3 separate regions of the Gossypium hirsutum genome follow, and all the other regions are linked to region 1. A link is a contact called in public Hi-C data. All regions are on one chromosome and are shown on one strand. The core of a region is the stretch at or near the end of the contact, and the rest is flanking DNA. Distances in the headings are between cores, read along the strand shown. Region 1 holds the start of LOC107904407 (mitotic spindle checkpoint protein BUBR1). Region 2 holds the start of LOC107904413 (NADPH:quinone oxidoreductase). Region 3 holds the start of LOC107904403 (DNA-directed RNA polymerase V subunit 7).

What was found. Hi-C and Micro-C count contacts between places; a contact is called where the count stands out from the background.
Region 2: a contact with region 1 is called in a Hi-C map of leaf, with 1.6 times the contacts expected there. The contact joins the promoter of LOC107904413 here to the promoter of LOC107904407 in region 1. A contact is called at or near these places in 3 of 34 Hi-C or Micro-C datasets (all in leaf).
Region 3: a contact with region 1 is called in a Hi-C map of leaf, with 2.5 times the contacts expected there. The contact joins the promoter of LOC107904403 here to the promoter of LOC107904407 in region 1. A contact is called at or near these places in 2 of 34 Hi-C or Micro-C datasets (callus and leaf).

Annotation. Positions count from the first base shown.
Region 1 is chrA05:33,839,266-33,843,351 of Gossypium_hirsutum_v2.1, forward strand. LOC107904407 (mitotic spindle checkpoint protein BUBR1) reads left to right here and starts at 1,683. Exons shown (of 11, transcript XM_016830769.2): 1 at 1,683-2,030; 2 at 2,144-2,203; 3 at 2,445-2,589; 4 at 2,819-2,976; 5 at 3,174-3,255; 6 at 3,355-3,421; 7 at 3,510-3,564; 8 at 3,858-4,023. The coding sequence starts at 1,858.
Region 2 is chrA05:33,709,196-33,713,390 of Gossypium_hirsutum_v2.1, forward strand. It overlaps LOC107904413 (NADPH:quinone oxidoreductase), which reads right to left and starts at 2,280. Exons shown (of 7, transcript XM_016830777.2): 1 at 1,868-2,280; 2 at 1,603-1,789; 3 at 1,330-1,415; 4 at 167-302. The coding sequence starts at 1,368.
Region 3 is chrA05:34,026,176-34,030,176 of Gossypium_hirsutum_v2.1, forward strand. It overlaps LOC107904403 (DNA-directed RNA polymerase V subunit 7), which reads right to left and starts at 1,731. Exons shown (of 2, transcript XM_041112273.1): 1 at 1,581-1,731; 2 at 1-249. The coding sequence starts at 248. It overlaps LOC107904401 (protein unc-13 homolog), which reads right to left. Exons shown (of 26, transcript XM_041112275.1): 26 at 3,203-3,815. The coding sequence ends at 3,666.

The DNA of each region.
Region 1 (4,086 bases), core at 433-2,932:
GCTTATTGCTTGTGTATATAATTAGTGCCTTAGAAATTTTTTATTGAGATTCTCAATTTTCAGTGATTTAAGTTGATTTAAGTAAATTTGAAACAAATACATTACTTAGGTTTACTAAGTTATAGTCTAGGTCCATTGTACCTGCCGTCTTTGATTACACCCTTCACCCTTGCATCTAAGTGCTAAATAAAAGCTCTAAATACATTCCAAACAAGTTTTAAAATATATGTAATTTAAAATATATTATATAAAACTGTTTTTAGATGTTATAAGTTATATAAAAAAAGTTAAATAATATATATTATGTAATTAAAAATAAGTTTAGCCGAAGTAAACTTAAGCTTTAAATATTCAGTACACATGCATGGACCTTAGAGGAATAACTCAATATATAAATAGATGTACTTTTAAGTCAATTTAATTTAAAAAAATTAAATATGTATTTGATTTTTTCACACTTTAGTTGAAATGACTATGTTAAAATAGTGAAATGCATCATGTCATGTGTTCAAATATCATAGTTTTTATTATGTGTATATATATTATTAGATTTGCCAAAATACAAAAAGACATAAATATCTTCAAAATAATGATTGTTAATTTGTAAAACTTCTTAATATTTAGTGTATATATATAAGGCTTAATGGATAAAAATTCTCAAATAATTAAAAAAAAATCAATTAAGTTCCTCTCAATTTTTTGCATTGAATTAAGCTCCTCATGTCAACAAAAAGTAAAAAGATTTAAAATATTTTTTAAAATTATTTTAAAAAATAAATTTATAATGAATGGAAAAAATGTGGGTATTCAAAAACTCATTTATTCAGATTCATTTTAAAATTATAAAAAAATATAAAAAATTGTAAAAAAACCGTTAAATTTACAATCCAACCATAATCTTTTTCCTTTTTTTTTTTTTTAAAAGCAGTCTATTTTCACTTAATTCTTTCCCCATGTTCTAGATTTTGTTTAACTTATTATATAGATACGTACACTTACATTCCATTAATTTATACTTACATTCCATATTTTTATATTTCAATTGAAAATGATATATTTTGAATATTTATATAAAAAATTAATTGATTTGAAATATCAATTAACATGTTTGTTAGATGATCTCTCTTGCAAATGTGTTTTTAAAACAAGAAATAAATAAACAACAGAATAGACAGAACATAATAACTGTTTAGTTTTAATTAACTCTTTAATGTTCAATTTTATATGCAAAAGTGCACTTTATAATTTTTAAATAATTTTAGTAATTTTAAAATTGTTTTATTTTTTATATTCAGAATTAATTTGTTTTAGATTTAATGCAAACATTAAAAAAAATATTAAGTTGAATATATAAAAAAATTTAATAAAAAATTATAAATTATTAAAATAAAATAAAATAAATATTTTTAGAAAAATACTATTAGGCCTAAAACGGGTTTGAGTTAATCTTTTGGAAATATGGACATGCTTTTTAGGCCTATATTTTAGTTCGGGTCAAGCTTAGACAAATATAAAGCATGTTAATATTATATTTAAGCTTAATCCAAATTTAAAGACCCGACTATTAAACAAATCTAATTAAGGGAAAAAAATTAGGAGGAGCTTATTTAAAATAATAATAATAATAATTGAGGACTTTCTATACATTAAACCTAAAAAGAAAGATGGGAATTGACCGAGGCTAGCCCAGTATGTCAAGTTATTTTATTTCAAATCTAATTCTCATATAACGGCAACTTTTCGAGGAGCCGTTGTTACATTTCAAAATTTGAAATCTCATCTCCTTTTTCTAAATTTCTCTCTTTTTTTTTCCATTTCTCAAACTCAGCAAGAAGAGAGCAGAAGAGCAGCCAAGCGATGGATCCAGAGACCGAGTTCCTTTCATCGAAACGACAAACGGGAAACGAATGGGAACTCTTCAAAGAAAACGTGAGACCTTTGAAGAGAGGCCGAAACGTCGATCTCTTAAACCACGCTCTCAAAGCTCGCACCAATGATCAACTCAAGAAATCTCTCCTTGAAAACCGAAGGTCTCTTCCAAAATCCTTATCTACGATTATTTTGTGTTCTTTTTAACTTTATTTTTAATATTTGATCCATTTTCTTTCTGGGTACTTCCTTTTTTCTTACTTTGAATCTTTAGGAGATTGATCGAGGCAATAGATGAGTACCAAGGAGACGATCCTCTCCAGCCTTGGCTTGAGTAACTATTCTTCCCATTACATAACTTTTATTTGAACCTTGAAATGTTCTAATGGTTGGAAACGAATTTGGGTTTTGCATTTTGAATGATTGAAATTCGAAATTGAGTAAAAATGGAAAGCGGGTAGTGTTGACTGTTGATTCAATTGTTTTATTAGGGTGTCCTTGTTTCAAATTAGATATGGTTAAATTATTTCAGTGGCTTATTGTTTGTTTTGTACGTTTTCTTTTTTGGGGTTAAGTTGCATTAAATGGGTTCAAGAGGCATTCCCACCAGGTGGAGACTTCTCAGGACTGGTATTGATCTATGAGCAATGCGTTCGTGCTTTCTGGCATTCGGATCATTATAAAGATGATCTCCGCTACCTGAAAGTTTGGTTGGAATATGTGGGTACTTTTCACCTTCCTTCTTTTTAATCATCTTATATAGAATCATAGATGGTGATGTTTATAGTTTGCTTAAGTTGTTTATGCTTGCTCAGATGTCAATTTAATCAGAAATATGCTACTTAACATGTTATAAATGAACACATCGAAAGCATACCAATTGAAATGGCAATGGTGTTTTCTCTGAGTTTAAAATGCTGAATCAGTGTTTGGGAAATGGTGTTTGCAGGCTGAGCATTGTAGTGATGCTGAGGTCATTTATTATTTTCTTGATGCCAATGATATTGGGAAGACACATTCAGCTTACTATATAGCATATGCTTTGCACATGGAGTCCAAGTCTAAGATGAAAGCAGCAAATGATTTACTCAATCTTGGGATATCAAGGTAAAAGCTGTCTTCCATATTTAGTTTTGATGGAAGATATATGATTTGATTCAACTGATACTGAAGTGCATTTCATTTTATGTTAAAACATGCTTTTTCTCTCAAGGCTTACTTGGTTTGTGTGTAGATTTTTTTATCCATTTATACTTTTGTAAATTTACATTTGTTGATCTAATTAAGCTTTCCTGCAAATGTAGTAATGCTCAACCAATAGAGAAGTTGAGGGATGCATACAAGAAATTTCTTGCTCGCTCAATGAGAAGACCTAATGCTACTGAGGTATAGACTATAGACTGATGTTTAATGTCTTCTCTACATTTGAATTGCTTCTATAGGGATTTTCTTGGTTATGTTTTTCATTCTTTTCCCAAACTACAGGAAGAGTTGAAGGAAGATGACTTACCAGTCCGAAGTTTCGGAACTGTCTTGGCCAGGGGAGAGAGTCGTAAGTTCTATTTCTCTTCTTTGTCAATTTCAATTTACCATCTAAAAGCTTTTTCCACAGCATAATATGTAACTTCATGTGATTGCAGAAAGGCAGGCCATCAAAACTTTTGAGCTTGGCAGAAACAAGTTGAAGCAAGATCAGTAAGCAAAAGAACCTTTCTATACTTAAGTTTGAGCTCTCATCTTGTGTTATTCGGACTTGGATACTTGGAATTTGTATCTCCATATCCATGTTTCAGACACAAATGTCAAACACGTGTACTTCAAGAAAAATGAAAAGCCCAAGCAATGTAGCTCTCATCTTCCTCTACTTCATTCTAACCATGGAGCTCTCATTTTAATCACGGCACTCTATTATCTTCCGTTCTGCAATATTTTTAATAGCCATAAGAACTCCATTATGAGCTTGCTTTTCTATTGGTTTTCATTCATAGGGTGCATCGAACTCCATTATCTATTTACAATGATACAAATATGGATGTCACGAGGGGTCATCACTCTAAGCCAAATACCGGTTCAAACTCTTGGCACACTCTTGGAGGTAGAGCTGAGAGAAACAAAGAAAATAATGCTATGCCTGCAAAGTGGACATCACACAAGGTTTACTTCAACTCCCAAAACATGATATTTTTGCTACTGGGTGATGTATTGTTCAGATTGTTC
Region 2 (4,195 bases), core at 1,030-3,529, 130 kb before region 1:
AAACACAAAACCCAAATCAATATTTTTTTCCCAGAAACTAAAACAAGAATATTCCTTTAGACGTCAATAGCTGAAGGGAGTAAAAAAAACAAAAACCCAAAAGAGTATTTCCCAGAAACCAAAACAAGAACATCCATTTGGACGTCAATTTGCAAAAGAACCTTACCATAACGAAGTAAGCCTCTATTGTAAGAGCCTTCCCTTAAAGACCCACAAAGGGCAGCTACTTTGATCACTGGTTTCGCTGCTGCCATGGCTTCCATTGCTCTGTAATTTCTCAGAACTCTCTCCAGGCTTCTCCTCTGCTTGAGTGCGTAAGTTACTTGCTTGAGTATTGACTTGTTTTTTTTTTTTTTTGAAAAATAATAAATAGATGCCATTAAAGATGAAATATTAATCACAATCTCTACATGGGTGCCACGCGTGCGGCTCTCCTACATCTATCAGACGGTGGAGCAGCTCCTACTTAATGAGACAGCTGTATCCTACACACCTCCTATGGGACTTTAATCGACCGGTTCTAAAGAACCAACAGTGTTTGACTTGTTTGAATGTAGAGGAAGTGAAGGGTGAGAAAGGGATTGATCAGACGCAAATCTTTGGTGACTTGAGGTAGGTAGATAGAGAGATTTGTGACCGTCTGATTGAAACAATTTCTAAAAATATATCTTGTCATCTGTGCTTTCCAAAAGTAGGAGCGATGAAGTGTTTTTAAAAGTAATTATAATTATGTTAACCACTCATTCAATATCCTCCTCACAACCTCTTCTTTTTAACTACTTTTTTTTCAAGAATCATTAATATTTTTTTGTGATTATTTATATTTTTTCTAGGAATTATTTTTATTAAGAATTAAATATTATATTATCTAAGTTATATTTAATTTAAATAGATGTTTTGGATTTCATCTTCTCTTTTAGCTTTTAAGTATTTTTAGGAATTAAATATTATATTAAAATTAAAATTTATTATTAAATATACAGTCACTTAATTTTGGGTTATTAACAAATCAATCACATTAGTTTCATTTCAGTCATTCAACTTTTAAAAAAAATAAAACAGTCGCTAACATTATCAAAAAGTAACAAATCAATTATTTACTAATATTTTTTGTTATTGTCTTTACGAGATCACTGATGTGACAAATTAATTAGTTAATGTGACCAACTAACTTGTCACGTTGGGCAAGTAGTCAAAGGGTAAAAAAAAAAAGAAGATGATTAGTTAATGGTAAAAGAAAAATAAGAGAAATGTAGAAGAAGAAGAAAAAGAATAGGAGAGGAAAGGAAAGGAAAATAGGAGTAGCTTATCTCCATTACAAAAACAGACCATTGAACCTGGAGCTAGTTTTGCAAGATAAAGCCACATTGGACAAGCATCCAAGTCCCTTTGAAAGTCCTTTGAATAACCTGGAGCTTATCTCCATCAATTTGTGAAAGAGCAGATAAATACATGCAAACAAAACATACATATGGTTAAAAAAGAACTAGAAGAAAAAAACAAGAAAAAAAACTTGATTTGATGGCTGAATAAGTCCCTTTTTGCTCGTTTTCTTCTGATGATCTTTTATAGAGATGGACTTAACCAAACTTTCCTTCCTACCTTAATTACTGGCAATGACTAGCATAGATTCCTCATATGTGGCAGCTAGGGCAGAAGATACAGAGTTAAATGGCAGGCTTTCATCCAAGTTAGTTGTTGGAACCACCCCGGAATGTTTAGCTGTAGCTAATAACAACTTAGATGTTAAAGATTCAGTTCCAAGTTTTGGTTGTTGTACAGTGCTCCCCTGACAAGCATCCAAGTCCTTTTGAGCCTGAGATAAGCTAATCTTGCTAGCTAGAATTGAAGGTTTGAAGGACCTAACCTTTTCAACAGCAGAGAAGCTACTTGACAACGAGGAATCTACAACCTTTTCTCCAAGAGAAACAGTGATTGGCTTAACATTAACCTATACCGAACCATTGTTCTTTAAAGCCCAAAAAGCTAAACTTTTTTTTAATTGACATAGATAATGATTGAAAATACTGTTGACATAAAAAAGTGAGAAAAGGTTTGAGGGAGAAATAATAATAAAACAACACTATGAATTTGAGTTCAAGAGGAGTCTAATGGGAAGCGGAGTTGAATAAACATAGATTAGAGACTGAAGCTTCAAAAATTAGATGAGAGAATGTTGATTTTAGAATGGAGGATGAATGTGGGGGATAAGGATGACGATTCGTTACATTCAGTGTTTAGAGGATTCATTTGTAGAGATGCAGTATGGGATTGATTTGAAAAGTGGAGGCATCTCCATTTTTCTTCTTCTTCTTATTCTCCTCTTCCTCTTCTTCTTCTTCTTTTGTATAAACCCTAAATTGGTGCTAAAGGGGCTGTTAAAATTAGTGCTAACTGACCAGCTGAACGGTTAATGCCACCAAGCAATCCATCATCTATCATGTCATTTTACTGTTACATTTGTAATGAAAAACGGTTAAAATGGTTGTTTTATTATTTTTCTAAAGCTGAGTGACTGAAATAAAACTAATATAATTGATTTGTCAGTTACCCAAAATTAAGTGACTGTTGGTGTAATTTACCCTTATTTTAATAAAGTCCAACTGTTATCTTCAAAAAAAAATCCAATTAACATATAAATTTTTGAACATACTCATACTTGATTTAAGTTTTAAAAATTATTTTTATACAATAATTTTTTTATTTTAGAATATATTTTATTTTTAAATTACAATTATATGTTATTTTATTGTTCTCGCTTAAACAATCTAAAAAATTTATTAACAATAAATAATTTATCATTCAATTTATCTACAAAATAATTAATTAAATTACGCTCTATATATATTATAAATTATTCGTAATGAACTCAAGTGCAAAAAAATTCATCTATGTGAACTGCCACATGTACAAAGGCCGTTGAATCATCATTTATTAACTATCACATCAACAAATTGTTTATTTGACCAATTTTTTCAATTAAAATGCTCAATTAGATGTAAAAAATTTAAAAGGACTTAATTAATTTTTTAAAATATTTTTCTAGGATTTTATAAAAATAAATCCTAAATAAAAAAACACATAACAATTTTTTAACTTAATTGTAGAGTTGAAAAAACACCCATACTCACGAATAACAATCCATAAAAAGTAAAATACATAATTGAAAAATAGAACAAAGTTTGTTTCTTGAATGTTGAAACATTATTTCCTAAGTTATTTTCTAACATAATAAAATTTTCAACCCTTCCAAAATATAAGATGTATCTTATATCAAAAGTTGGATTACATTTTGTTTTCTCTATTAAAAATGGGTAAAGTAGTTTATATACGTTAAATTAAAGAGCAAACTATATGTTGTTAATATGAGAAATATTTTTTTAGAATAACAAATATCCACTTAATCATATGTCAAAACCTTAAATGTCTCAAATTAAAGAGTTAGTGAGTCGTGTCTGGTATTTGTGTGTAACTCCATTATCTCAAATGGTATCATATCTCACGATATAGTGTAAAAAATTCTTTTGTATATACATAATTAGCATCTATCATATAATATTTGAGTTCATGGTGCAAAAAATCCGTAACTTTAATTATAAAAAATTATATAAACTTGATTTTAAGAAAGAATTATACAAAGTTATAATTTTTTTATAATATGAAAATTAAGTAAAAAATAATATAAAATTTATAATATATAGAAAAATTATAAAGTGTCCTACAACTTTTATATAACAATATTTTTTTTCCATAAATTAGAATTTTTTTTTTTACAAATAAGTTAAATAAGCATATTACTTTGAAAATATATAGCATGTACATATAAATAAGTTTTGTTCATATTTATCGATCATAACTTTTTATAATTAAATATTTTATAACACTTTTATAACAATAATTTTTTTGAATTTTAACTTAAAAAATAATTAAATTTAAATAATATAATTTTTTATAATTTTATAAAATACACATACATTACTTTATAATATAATCTTTTAAGATTTATAATATAATAAATCATTGGCTATAACCATCCAAACACTTATGCATTTTTATGTATATAATATAAAAATTTATAACTTAAACTTGAATAAAACATTTAAATTGAATTTGGGTGTAATTAGGTGTGTAATTATTTCAATTCTTCCCCTCCCCTATAAATTGGGAAATATAATTGAGGTGCGCCAATTACATC
Region 3 (4,001 bases), core at 481-2,980, 190 kb after region 1:
ATCTTGAATGTAATTCCGCTGAAGACAACAGGGAAAAGCACATCTCCTGAGTTCTGTCTAACTCTGCCCTCGCCAATGCTCTCTAGGGTTGTTACAGCCATGAAATATCCGAGATCCTTGGTGGCCTTCTTGCAAGCAAATTCATCCATAAGGCGGATCACTATTGCCTTTTTGAGCATCAAGCCTTTGGCATCCAAGCTGTCAGCAGGAATTATGACATTCCATGGCATCTGCACCTTGAGAAACATTCTGCAGAAAACAACATTAAAAACAAAAAAAAAACGAAACTCACAATGAAATTAATGTCCTTCAGAGCCAAAAAATGGTATACCAATCTAGAAGAATTCAAAAACTGAAAAAGGTTCACCTACAACTTAGTTTTCAACCACTTAAAACATTACCCAATTGTAATGAATAAACCCAACAATGCCCGTTTCACATCATCACTAATTCTCAATTCCATAAATACTGATAACACCAAACCGATAATCAAACATGAAGCAACAGAAAACAGATACTATGAATGGAAAACCATGCCATTTCCTTCAAAAGAAATTGAAATTTTCTAAACAAAACAAGGTGAGCAGATTCAGTAGGCTCAACGACCCACAACTCATAACTAAATTTTCATAGTCATTGACAAATCGGAACATTACCATTGAAATTCTTCACAAAACAAGGGAAACCCTTTTAAAAGCAAAGTAGTTCCAAACGAATGTGTATGATTAACAAACTCCCAGAGGTGTTATACCTACGTTGCTCTGACTCATCTCTTTTTTTGTTTGTGTGAATTATCCATGTTTGCCATACATCCGAACAAGGGTATGGGATCATAACCTCAAATGATCCTCCAAATGCAAGGGAAAAAATAAGAAAAAAAGTGAATATATCATGCATATATGGGTGTGGGGTTCTGAACCTCCAATGGTCCTCCAAATGCATGAAATATTTGAACATACTGTGTTGGACACGTACCATATCCGGCTATCACACTCGAGTCCAAGTAACATTGATCTAAACTATCATCATTACATTACATGCCCGATTAAACAACAACAATAGTGATAATCCATAAACACAAACGAAGGCAATTTTCTGATCCGCATCCACACATACTACCAGGCAGAATTCGTGATTAAATCCTGAATATAGAATCTCACCCAACTAATCAATCTTCTCTAAAGAAAAACATCAACTTAATTCAATACAGAAACCAAAACATAAACTCCATGTTAACATCCTCTTAATATTAAAACCCACAATTTTATCATTAAAAAAATTCAAGAAATGCAAAAAAAGAGAACTCAACTAGTCGAAATCACAAGCCATTCGGAAAACAATCAAAGAACAAGAAGAGAACCACCTTGAAAAACTTTTCATCTGTTCAATCGAACATGCAATAGAATCAGTCAAAGAAAAGCCCAATGGAAATCATATATCTCGAACTAAAAATGAAATACTTTAAAAAGAATCAAAATTAGGAGAACAAAAGATTCAGATCAAGACAAGGTAAGTGGATGAGGTTTATTTTGGTGAATAATATAACAAATATTGCAGATTAGAGGTGAAGCAAAACTAACCTGTAAAATAAACAAGGAAAGAGTGTGAGCTGCTAAAGAGTGAAACTGGTAATGACCTGTCAGGCTGCTGTGGACTTAAGAGTAGAAAGAAAAGAAAAAATGATCTTCCCTGCCCTAAAGCTCTAAATTGTTCGCCTAAAATTGGGTTTAATTTGTAAAACCGATAATGGACCTTGGACATGGGCCTTTTTTTAAAAGAATGTCACAAATTCCGGTCTACTGTATTTCTCTCTTTTTTTCTTTTTAGTCTGTAATTTTTTGTTTTTTATCGATTTAAAGCTTTTTGCTTTTTCCTTTGAAAATTCAAGTTAGAACTATAATTCAATCAGTTTATTCTTGATTCAACCCTACTATACGTAGATGTATAGTTACTCACGTATAGTTACCCATCAAAAAGTAATGAGGGTGTAATCAAGAGGTGACGTAAACGTCTTATTCTTGATGGGATTTGAATCCCTGACTTATATTATTGTTAAGGTAAATGATACCATTTGAGCTCCTTGAAAATGTCAGCCTGATTCCTCAACAAATCCATCTATGATTTGACAAAAAGAAATTGTCTATAATTTTTTTTCTACATTGCCAAACAATAATTTAAATAATAAAAATTAAAGTTCAATAAAAATAATGAGATGATTATTTCTTAATTTTCCTTTTTAACGTGGAGCTAATATTTTTAAGTTAAAAGGTATTAGATAGAAAGAAGGGTAAGTCTAAATTGCAACCGCAAATTTATTTATAGAAACGATGGGAAGTGTCACATGCATAACAAATAATACTGTGAACTATTTTGTAGCTGTCTTTTTCATCATGCCTATCGTATTTAAAAGAGTATAATCAAGAGATTTGTGCAAAGTCTACTAAAGCTTAATACTTTAATCAAATAATGTACAAGCCAACTAAATTTTTTTATTTATAATATATTTTTATTTTTAATTAGTATTAAAAATTCTCAATTACACCTCAACTTTAAATATAAATAGTTTAAATATGAAAATTAAGTTAATTTTTATTAGGTAAAAAGTAAGACCCAAGTTGAATTTTTAACTGAAATCGAGCTTAAGCTCTAGAAACAAAACTTGAATTTAAATTTAAATTCAAGTTTTACTCGAGTTTTTTTAGTGATCACATTTATCAACTTCTAATCAAATAAAAATTTCCGATAAATATCATAACTATCATAATAATATTCATTATATACCTTACAAAAAAAAGATTACATTCATAACCACAATCTAAATCATTTATTAGCATTCTACTTTATTCGCAAGGTCAACATAAAGGTTAATATAATTTTGAACCCTAAATTTAATTACTAGATCCATTTTAATATATATATTGATTTTAGTTCTTAAACTTGTCAATTAAGTTCACTTAATCCTAAAATATTTAAAATATATATAAAAATTTAATAATGTGATACTTTAAAACTATGCCACATCATTACTTAAAAAAGATTGAATCTAATGACATAACACAATTTTAAAATGCCGCGTTATCAAACTTTTACACTCTTTCAAATTTACTAATCAAAATAGATCCAAATACCAAAGTATCAAAATAAACTAAAAAAAAAGGTAAACATCAAAGTGGGCCAAAATTCTACTGAGGAAGCCACATGCTACTTACCAGAGCACTTTTAACTCGTTCCAAATCCATAAATGTCGAATACAAATGAGTCCGTACAGGTATGCAATTTTTTTTTCCTTTTAAAAAAAATCTATATATTTGAAAGCTAAAAATCTCAAACTCAAGTTTGAATGTATGGCGAGTATCTTAGGAAAAATGAAAGCCAGGTAACATAGCTCCAAAGGCTCAAAACAGCTGTACTTGGCCATGGTATGGTTTCCATCTCATATACACAACTCAAATGTGATTATGTAAACATACAAAGAGAACAGAGTGATTTAAAGATGCCATAAAGAAGGATGAAAGAAAATCCAGTTGTTTTCTCTTACAAGGGAGTGATGAACTTATATTTCACACAAACCGGCTGATGCATATTTGCCATTTTCTCCTACGTCAAGCCAGATTTCAAGTCAACGCTTTCTCCTACTTCAAGCCGATTCTGAGTCGAACTACAGCCTATGCAGAAGACTTGGGTATCTTATACTGCTTCTTGACAAACTGGGATGCCTCTGAATCAGCCCTGTGGCATAGTATTCTCAGTAGAGTCTGGTTATCAGCACCTAGTTTGCCACTTGAAGATCTCAAGTCCTCGACCAATTCTCGAGTCTGCAAATGATAAAGTCCAAAAATAAATAACATCATATCTCCAATAAATTTGAAAAATACTCGTTTGCAGGAAATCTAAAAGATAGTCCTTTGCAGGAAAAAGAAATGGATTAAAAATAAATAAACACTGAAACAGGAGATAAATGTAGTCACTATGGTCAGAATATTTTTATTTGTTATTAAACT